2 separate regions of the Capsicum annuum genome follow, and region 2 is linked to region 1. Evidence: chromatin contacts called from public Hi-C data. All regions are on one chromosome and are shown on one strand. The core of a region is the stretch at or near the end of the contact, and the rest is flanking DNA. Distances in the headings are between cores, read along the strand shown. Region 1 holds the start of LOC107850959 (WD40 repeat-containing protein HOS15). Region 2 holds the start of LOC107851374 (mannose-P-dolichol utilization defect 1 protein homolog 2).

What was found. Hi-C and Micro-C count contacts between places; a contact is called where the count stands out from the background.
Region 2: a Hi-C map of leaf shows a contact between it and region 1, with 2.0 times the contacts expected there. The contact joins the promoter of LOC107851374 here to the promoter of LOC107850959 in region 1. A contact is called at or near these places in 2 of 5 Hi-C or Micro-C datasets (bud and leaf).

The regions. Positions count from the first base shown.
Region 1 is chr12:216,217,413-216,221,719 of UCD10Xv1.1, reverse strand. It overlaps LOC107850959 (WD40 repeat-containing protein HOS15), which reads right to left and starts at 1,266. Exons shown (of 15, transcript XM_016695820.2): 1 at 1,119-1,266; 2 at 924-1,006. The coding sequence starts at 987.
Region 2 is chr12:216,651,195-216,655,860 of UCD10Xv1.1, reverse strand. It overlaps LOC107851374 (mannose-P-dolichol utilization defect 1 protein homolog 2), which reads left to right and starts at 1,895. Exons shown (of 8, transcript XM_016696372.2): 1 at 1,895-2,295; 2 at 4,590-4,666. The coding sequence starts at 2,140.

The sequences.
Region 1 (4,307 bases), core at 17-2,516:
TTCTATAGAGGGTGATATGTACGCAAATCTTACCCCTTACTTTCTAAACACACCCTCGACTCAGCTAAGCATATCAAAGCAATTAAACTCGTCTAATAACAACAACACCACACCCAAGGGGGTCTATAGGATAGTGTATACTACCCCTACACGCCCTAGACTCAAGTAAATTATATCAAAGCAATTAAACTCATTCAAAAACGATTCAAACGAAACTGATTTTTTTAAAAAAACCACTGGACCTGATAAATTCACCACATAAAACTCTTTTAATTAAAACAAGTTGAACAACTATAAACAACATTTATTATGATTAGCTATAGCTATTTGAACCCTAAAAAGAGAGAAAAAAATGTTGCTGGTGGGAATGTCACGTATTCTGTGAATTTAATCGGGGTGCACAAAAATTCGCTCTGACACACTTATCATGGAAAAGAGAGAGAGAGGAAAAATGTGGCTGGCGAGAATGTCACTTATTCCGTGAATTTAGTCTAATTTAGTCAAAATGTACAAAAGCTCACTCTGACACAGTTATCAAGAAAAAGCGAGAGAAAAAATATTGTTGGTGGAGGTAGCAGGTATTTAGTCAGGTGCGGGGAAGCTGGCCGAACACCACTATTATCAAAAAAGGAAGAAAGAAAAAACCATGTTGTTGATGGTAGGTGTCACGTATCCCGTAAATTTAGTTTAGGTGTTCAAAAATTGGCCCGAATACCATGATTATCAAAACAAAAAAGAAGAGATAAAAAACGTGAGTTGTGGAAGGTGATAGATGTTTCGTGAATTCAGTTGAGTTATGCAAAAGCTGGCTCGAATATAAACACTAATTGTCGGTGGAAAATGGCAGGTATCCATGAAAGGTGTGCGAAAGCTTGTCCAAAAACCACGATTATCAAAAAAGGAAGTGAGAAAAATAGAAGAACCTGATTCATGAAGGTATCGGAAAACCATGTAATTGAGTTCATCGGAGGATAAAGGTGCCACCATTGTTCTTGTGATTCGCTGGCTGCGTAAATAGACATATTATGCTACTCTCTTTGATTGATATATATATATATAGAGAGAGAGAGATTAGAGAGAGAGGGGAGAAATTGGATCGAGTGAATTTAGATACTCACTGGGATGTTAGAATTACAAATGTTTTGGTTCCAAAAGGAATTTTTGAATCAAGTGTTCACTGTTGAATTGCTAAACTGCCCTCCATTTATATTATGCATATTTTATTTTGAGATAATTATGATGTCTGAGCAGCTTTCTTGCTGTTCAACTAATTTCATGGAAAATTTGTCATCTTTCACTAGCAACAATATAAGGTAACTTTGTAGCTTTCGTGTAGCTCAACTAATTTCAGAGGGTATCTGTCACCTTTCACCGACAATATATACAAGGTAACTTTGTCCAACATCATCAGATATAAGATAACTTTGTCCACCAAGATTAGAATAAATGTGAGAATCACATAGTATTTTTATTTGTTTATTAGTTAGATAGGTTAATTACATAAATTATGTTATTTTCTTTAGATATATGCATTCGCTAAGTCGTAAAACTTCCTGACATGTGATACTTGAGTTTGATGTGTATATAATTCAAAGAGATACATATCTTATGTGGTTAACTTAATTATGTAATAGGCAAATAAAACATATGCAAAAGTTTTTTCCAAATTTGAATTGAATGTATTTAATTGAAATACTTTATTAAAAGATGAGGTTTTCAATTGAAAATAAGATTAGTTTGAATTTCTTAATGACATATCCTAAAAAGGTTAAGAAATTGACCATGTATTAGGATTAAAATTTATTTAATCTTATCCAGAATGTACAAACAGATCCAGAATTCAAATGATATGTTTAAATTTGGTAGTTTATTAAAAATATTCAATTTACTTGTTACAGAATCTATTATTTATATTGTTTAGTAGATGGATCGAGCCAAATTATTGATTTCAAAATTCATAAACAAAGCAAATTGTAAAAAATTATCTGCATAAGATATTTACATTAAATAGTATTAATTTAAGATAATAAAGTCATTGTTATAAATGTATTTACATTGTAGTGAATGTCTATCTAATAAGATTTAGCTGATATCTATTAGGATTTGATGTATTTGTTTTTAGTGTGAAACTAGGGGCAAATTTTCCTATAAATAGAAGGGTTTCCTTCATTGTAAATTATTCCTCAAGAGAAATAAGAATCACTCTCTCTATTCTATCTACTCTTCTTCTTTATTTTTTCTTGTTTTATAACACGTTATCAGCACGACACTCTGCTTATTTTATAACACGTTATCAGCACGACACTCTGCCAAACAAGATGAGATTATAAATTTGAGGCATTTCAAGGTTTGCCAAACAAGATGAGATTATAAATTTGAGGGATTTCAAGGTTAGTAATTCTTTATGCTATCTTTCTTTTGCTACTACTAATATAATTATTCTTGGATTTGAGGAAAAATAACTGATTTGGAACCATTTATATTTTAAATTTATTCCTCAAGAATAATATTATAAAAAAAGATGATAATATGTTGGGTTCAAGTCCTATCGATTCATGCCTAAGACGTCTTTGTATGGATAAGATGTTGAGTTTGAATCTCAATACACCATATTGATGATATTATGATGGGTAAGGCAAAATAATGAGTGTTTAATAAAAGGTCATGAAACATATTCCATTAATATGCTCTATTCCATGAAGTGAATATGGTAGCATAAATCTGAAAGTTGACAACTTGTTTTATTGTTGAAAGAAGACAAGTGATTGATGCACGAATATAAGTGTGGAGAGACAATATGATAATAATCATCAAAGTAATAATATTCTTACACGCTTATTATGATTATAAGATATGCTAGAGAAAAATTCTCTACATCATATGTATGCCTCAATTTGCTCTTGAAGTAGCAATATGATGAAAGAGGTTATAAGATATATAAGCTATCATAATTTGATAGGCTTAAGGCACAATTATATTTCATTCTTGGCGAATGAAAATTTTGATTATTATAAGCACAAATCCATTCCCTGGGTGAATGTGATAATATTTAATGAAGTTTATTAATATAAACGTGTACTTGATTGTGATGGTATGACAACTCACCTTCGAAAGAGGCAGAATAGCTGAGATTTTTGAAATCTACTTCTGAAGTAGTAAATCTGAAATTTATTCATATAATTTACTAAAGTAAAAACGCATATCATGGTAAACTTGGAGTTTACTAGATTAAAAGTTCATAAGTTGACATGAACGATTGTGATATACCAAAGATGTGCATACTGAATATTGAACATATATTGAAGAATTAGAAAATTCTTCATGAACTTTAATGTTGCTTGTTCTCATGATCAGTTGGTTGGACCAACTAATTTTGGGATTGGATCCCTCAAAATCTGAAAAGAATAAAAAGTGAATATGAGCCCGTTCACCTATCATGTGATATGTTGAAAAGATGCATCAATAAGATGATCACATATACATTCATGGTCAACCTACGTTTGACATTCATAAAGTTATTTGTTGAATATAAATTGAGCATAATTTTCAGATTGTGTGATCAAGATAATTCATCTTGATGATGATGGCTTAGCATTGAATGCCTTCCATAAATAGCTGAACCATTACTAATGAGAACAAAGTTTCATGTATTGGTATGAAATATGATATATTTCATACAATAGCACTTGTATGCATTAGATCAATATATTATGATTATTTCTTCCCTCTCAATTGGTTCAAGGTCAGAAATCAACTATTCCATCTAATAGTTTTGATGTGCGGTATATGATTAATAAATATACCATGATGCACAAAGATGGATTCCTCAAAGAAGATGGAGGATGTATGTTAGTTTTCCTAACATAAGGGGGAGATTATAAGCAGCTATGAAATATGTTAGGAATTATTGTCAGATCCTCATTCAAAAGATAATTCAAGTCAAATGCCAAAAGCATACCATATTTAGCTGCAAGTGCTCCTATTTTGTGTCCTTAAAGTATAAAGTCTATGCATGCGTGACGCATGATAGACCAATCGGTTCCAAATGAAATAATCCTTGAAAAGGATAAGGAGCAAATAATCATGATAAGAATGCAATGTGCTCTTGAAGAGCCTACGATATAACACTTCATGAAACCTTATGAGAGACACTTCATGAAACATTATGAGAGGTTTAGGTACCTAAAAATAATGAAGTGATGAGATCTAACAATATTATGTTGCATTGTGAACCGATACAAAATAAGAAATCGTCGACGATATCTTTGATACAATATTGACGCAATATTGTAAAAGATTATGAGGAT
Region 2 (4,666 bases), core at 646-3,145, 430 kb before region 1:
TTTTTTTATAAATATCTTTTTGTTCCTTATTAAATGACTACCAAGAATATTTCGGTAATTTTATGGTGCAATAAATATTTCAGAATCAATGTATGTCTCCTCAACTTATATATTTGAAACTTTCAAATGAGATGTGCATCATGTACTTCTCCAGAAATGTCCAAACGAAAGACGTCCCTCCAACTATAGTTGCAACAATCTAACTAGATTTTTATCCACTTATTTAATCACTTTTCTATTGGTTGAACCAGTCTAGCAAGCTCAATTTTATTCCACACTGAATGTACATATTATGTTAACATCGATTCATTGTTCTATATTTCTTTTATTTTATTCCTATTCTAAATTATTAAAACAAGTTGGAAATAGTTTTCCCCAAAACTGAATCTCTTTTGCATATTAGTGTCGCCAAAATACCCGTGCCTTGCACGAGTATCTAGTCTTTGCTTTTTGAGTTTTAAATTTTTTAATTTTAATTTTTTAAAATTTTTTTTATTATATTTTAAATATAAGATTATTGAAATTAATTTTTTTTAATAAATAAACGTGCCCTTTTTTAAAAAAAAATATCACGTCAGCTTTATGGGTCAAACAAATACACTTTAAAGATGTTAAGAGGGTAAATAAATGAAAATTAAGTTTAAGTGCTAAAGTGAGTTTGGAGAACAATTTCCGGAGGAAAAAAAATGTCTTTTCTCTTTTTTAAAAAAACTTACCCACAAACTTTTATATTTTATTTAAAAACCCATCAATTATAACTTAAACTACAATTCTATCCATCAGTTCCCTAATTAAATATTTTTATTAAAGAAATTAATCATAGAATATGAAAAAATTATATTAAACAATACTCCAGCTAGCTACTATGACTTCTTAAATCACGTGTTATTTATTAATACGATATTTCTAACACAGATATAAGATCTAAATAAAAATTACTGAATTCATTTGAACTTGCAGCTTATAGCTCTCAGTATGGATGGCCTAATAACCATATCTTATGACAAGTGGTGTTAATACTTTGTTTTTTTACATCTATGAATTTGGTAAATAATTTGACAAATTACAATATCTGATAATTATATTATTAATATTTTTTTGCTTGCTTTTATTTATTATTTTTTGACATGACATATTTATTATGAAAATAATAATTGATATAACAACTTTATCACATTACTCTTATTAATTGATATTTAGTAATAAGTACTTAAAATAATTTGGAGAATAAATAATTAATATTAAGGATAAAATATAGTAATTTTTTTTATGTTTTCTATCAAAAATAGCAAATAAAAATGAAAATCAAATCAAACAAATAATGACAATTAAAAGTAAAATGGAGGGGGTACTTGTTATGATTTGAAACAAAATATTTAAAAATTTATAACCAAACATATCGTACTAATCAGTGCATAATGATATCCCAAAACAATATAGTCTTTCCAAAATAATGAATTATTGGGTTATAACACATCATTAAGAAAAAAATTTATGGCAAAGTATAGGTTATTTTCTACTATTATCATTTTAATTACTCTTAAAATATTCTAGTAGGAAATATGATGTATTTAGAGAATCGCATTAAAGTAAAATTAAAAGAAATTTTTAATATCTCTCTATGAATAAATAATTTATTTATTTTAAATATTAAAATATAATTTAATAATTAATTTTATTACTTTCTCCGTTTCATAATAAGTGAATTGTTGGAGCAATTTTAGTGTTTTAAAATAAGTGAATGGTTTTAAGGTAAATGTTGAAAATTTTTTTAAAATTTACCCTCCATTAAACGTACATTGGGAGTGATGTATTATGTGTCTTTGTTTTTTAAATAGGATAAAAATAAAAAAATATAATAAATTTATGTTTCTATTTTTTTTTATTAATATATATATCAAAATTTAATAATTAACTTATTATGGAACGGAGGGAGCGTCGATTATAATTTGCGGGTAACACAAATTACCACAGCTTGAAGGCTGCCACTTACAATTCTTCTTGAAAACCGTACCCATTCAAGAACTAAAAATCCCCAAAAACACCATTTGTATTTGTCCGAACAAAAAAATATAATTGTCTGAACAAATTTTCTCTAAGAAGAGTTTCTTGATCCATCAATTTGAAAGAATTAGAAAAATGGTGGAATTAAAGTTTCTCGGAATGGACTTTGGTTGTGCACTTGGATCTCTAAGCAATGGTCAATTCCCTGAAAAAGATTGTTTGCTTCCTCTAATTTCTAAGCTTCTTGGTTATGCTATTGTTGGTGCATCTACCACTGTTAAACTTCCTCAGGTAATTTACATTAATCTATGTAAAAATTGAGTCTTTGTGTATTAATTGAGTGTTGTTGTGTTAGTGGTATTGAATTAGCTCAATTTTGGATCTAGTTAAGTAATGGGTGTGTCATAAGTACTTTCATGTATAAATATTTTAGTTTCATGTTATAGTACTTTGGTTAAATGTAGGTAATTTCTTGTAAGACCTGTAAAAATTGAGTCTTTATGTATGAATTGAGTGTTGCTGTGATATAGTGTTGTATTAGCTCAATTTTGGATCCAGTTAAGTAATGGGTGTTTCTTAAATAAGGGTCTTTAACTAGATACATAAAATTCTACTTTCATGGGTCTTATTGGATAGAGATACTGGTATGTGTTGCTGGTGAGAGGTGACAGTCTTGTAGAATCAGTGGAGGTGTGCGCAAGCTGGCGCGAACACCACGTTATCATAAAAAAATGTCTACTTTCATGCTCTAGTGTTTTGGTTAAACTTAGGTAATTCTTGTAAGCCCGGTAAAAATGGAGTCTTTATGTATCAGCTGAGTGTTGCTGTGCTAGTAGTATTGAATTAGCTTAATTTTGGATCTAGTTAAGTAATGGGTGTGTCATAATTAGATATATAAGTTTTTACTTTCACTAGTCTTAGTGGATAGAGTTACCTGGTACCTGTTGTTGGTGGGATGGGAGGTGACGTATCATGTGGAATTAGTGGAGGTGCGCGAGAGCTGGGCTGGACACCAATCACCATGGTTATTAAAGCAAGATATTTACTTTCGTGTTATAGGGCTTTGGTTAAACTTAGGTAATTTCTTGTAAGTTCAATAAAAATTGAGTCTTTATGTATTAATTGGGTGTTGTTGTGATAGTAGTATGAATTAGCTCAATTTTGGATCTAGTTAAGTAATGGGTGTTTCTTAAATACTCTGGATTTCTAACTCAAATTATATAAATTTTTACTTTCATGTTATAGTCCTCTGGTTTTGATATTTCTGTCTTTATGTATTAATCGAGTGTTGTTGTGATAGTAGTATTGAATTTGATTAATTTTGGATCCAGTTAAGTGATGGATGTTTCTTAATACTCCAGGGTTTTAACATCATACCCAGTGTAATCCCACAAGTGGGGTCAGGGGGAGGGTGGCATGTACGTGGACCTTACTTCTACTTTTGTGGGGTATCAAAATATATGAACTTTTGCAGCCATGTTAATAGTCCGTTGGATAAACTTCCTCAGTTATTTCCTTTAAGCCTTCAAAAATGTAATATTTTTGAGTTTATTGAGTACTATTATGAAAGTAGTATTATATGAGCCTTATTTTGGAACTAGTTGAATTATGGGTATTTCTTGATAATCGGAATTGATAACTTGTGTCTAAACTTTTACCATCATGAATAAGCTGGTCGTTCAGTTCAACTCTGCTTGGTAAGATGCCCGTTCATCATAAATCAATCAAGCAACTACTCCTCAATCCACAAAATAAGCGGGGAGCCTTTACAGACCCTCCTTACCTTCACAAGGTAGGGTAAGGCTGCGTACACTCTACCTTCCCATACCTCACTTGTGGGATTACACTATGTATGGTGTTGTTGTATCTTTGGCTCTCTTTAAGTTCATGTCATTCTGCTACTAAATAATTTGTCTCTAGAATCGAAGATTCTTTGAAGTATGAACCTCTCATTTATCCTTAGATGACCTTTCCTCATGTGCTAAATGGATATCTCGTCTACTCTTTTTGCATTTCTAAGAAGTTTGACGTTTCTTTTAGTGAATGTCTTTTTATCTTTTCCTTTTTTTTGGTACTTTTCGGTGTGTGTGTGTGGCAAGAGAAGTTATTTAGGTTGTCGATGGTTGTATTTCTAAGAAGTTTGACGTTTCATTTATTTGGTTCTTTTTGTGAATGTCTTTTTCTCTTTCCTTTGTTTGGTATTTTTGGGTGGGTGGGTGGCAAGATAAGTTGTTTAGGTTGTCGATGGATGTATTAATTTGTTTGTTCATTGCCTGTAATGATATTGTTTTGAGTCTTTTTACTTTGATTAAAGCCTTTTATGTTGTGCAGATAAGTGTGAGTTTTAGAAAATTTCTAGTAGATATCCCGTAATTCATCTTATTTAGTATTGGGATACTAGTAATTATGACCCGAATGATAATTATTTATTTGATTGATTCATTAACTATAGTGATGGCATCCATTAGGATGTTATTTAGTTTGAGCATTTGTTTTCTTGTCCGCAACTTCTGGCTGATGATTCACAGAAACATGTCATTCACTGATTGAGCAAGTGCATGACATTGTTTTTGTTCCCCTTGCAGATACTTAAAATTTTGCAACACAAAAGTGTTAGAGGACTTAGCGTTGTGGCCTTCGAACTTGAACTTATTGGTTATAC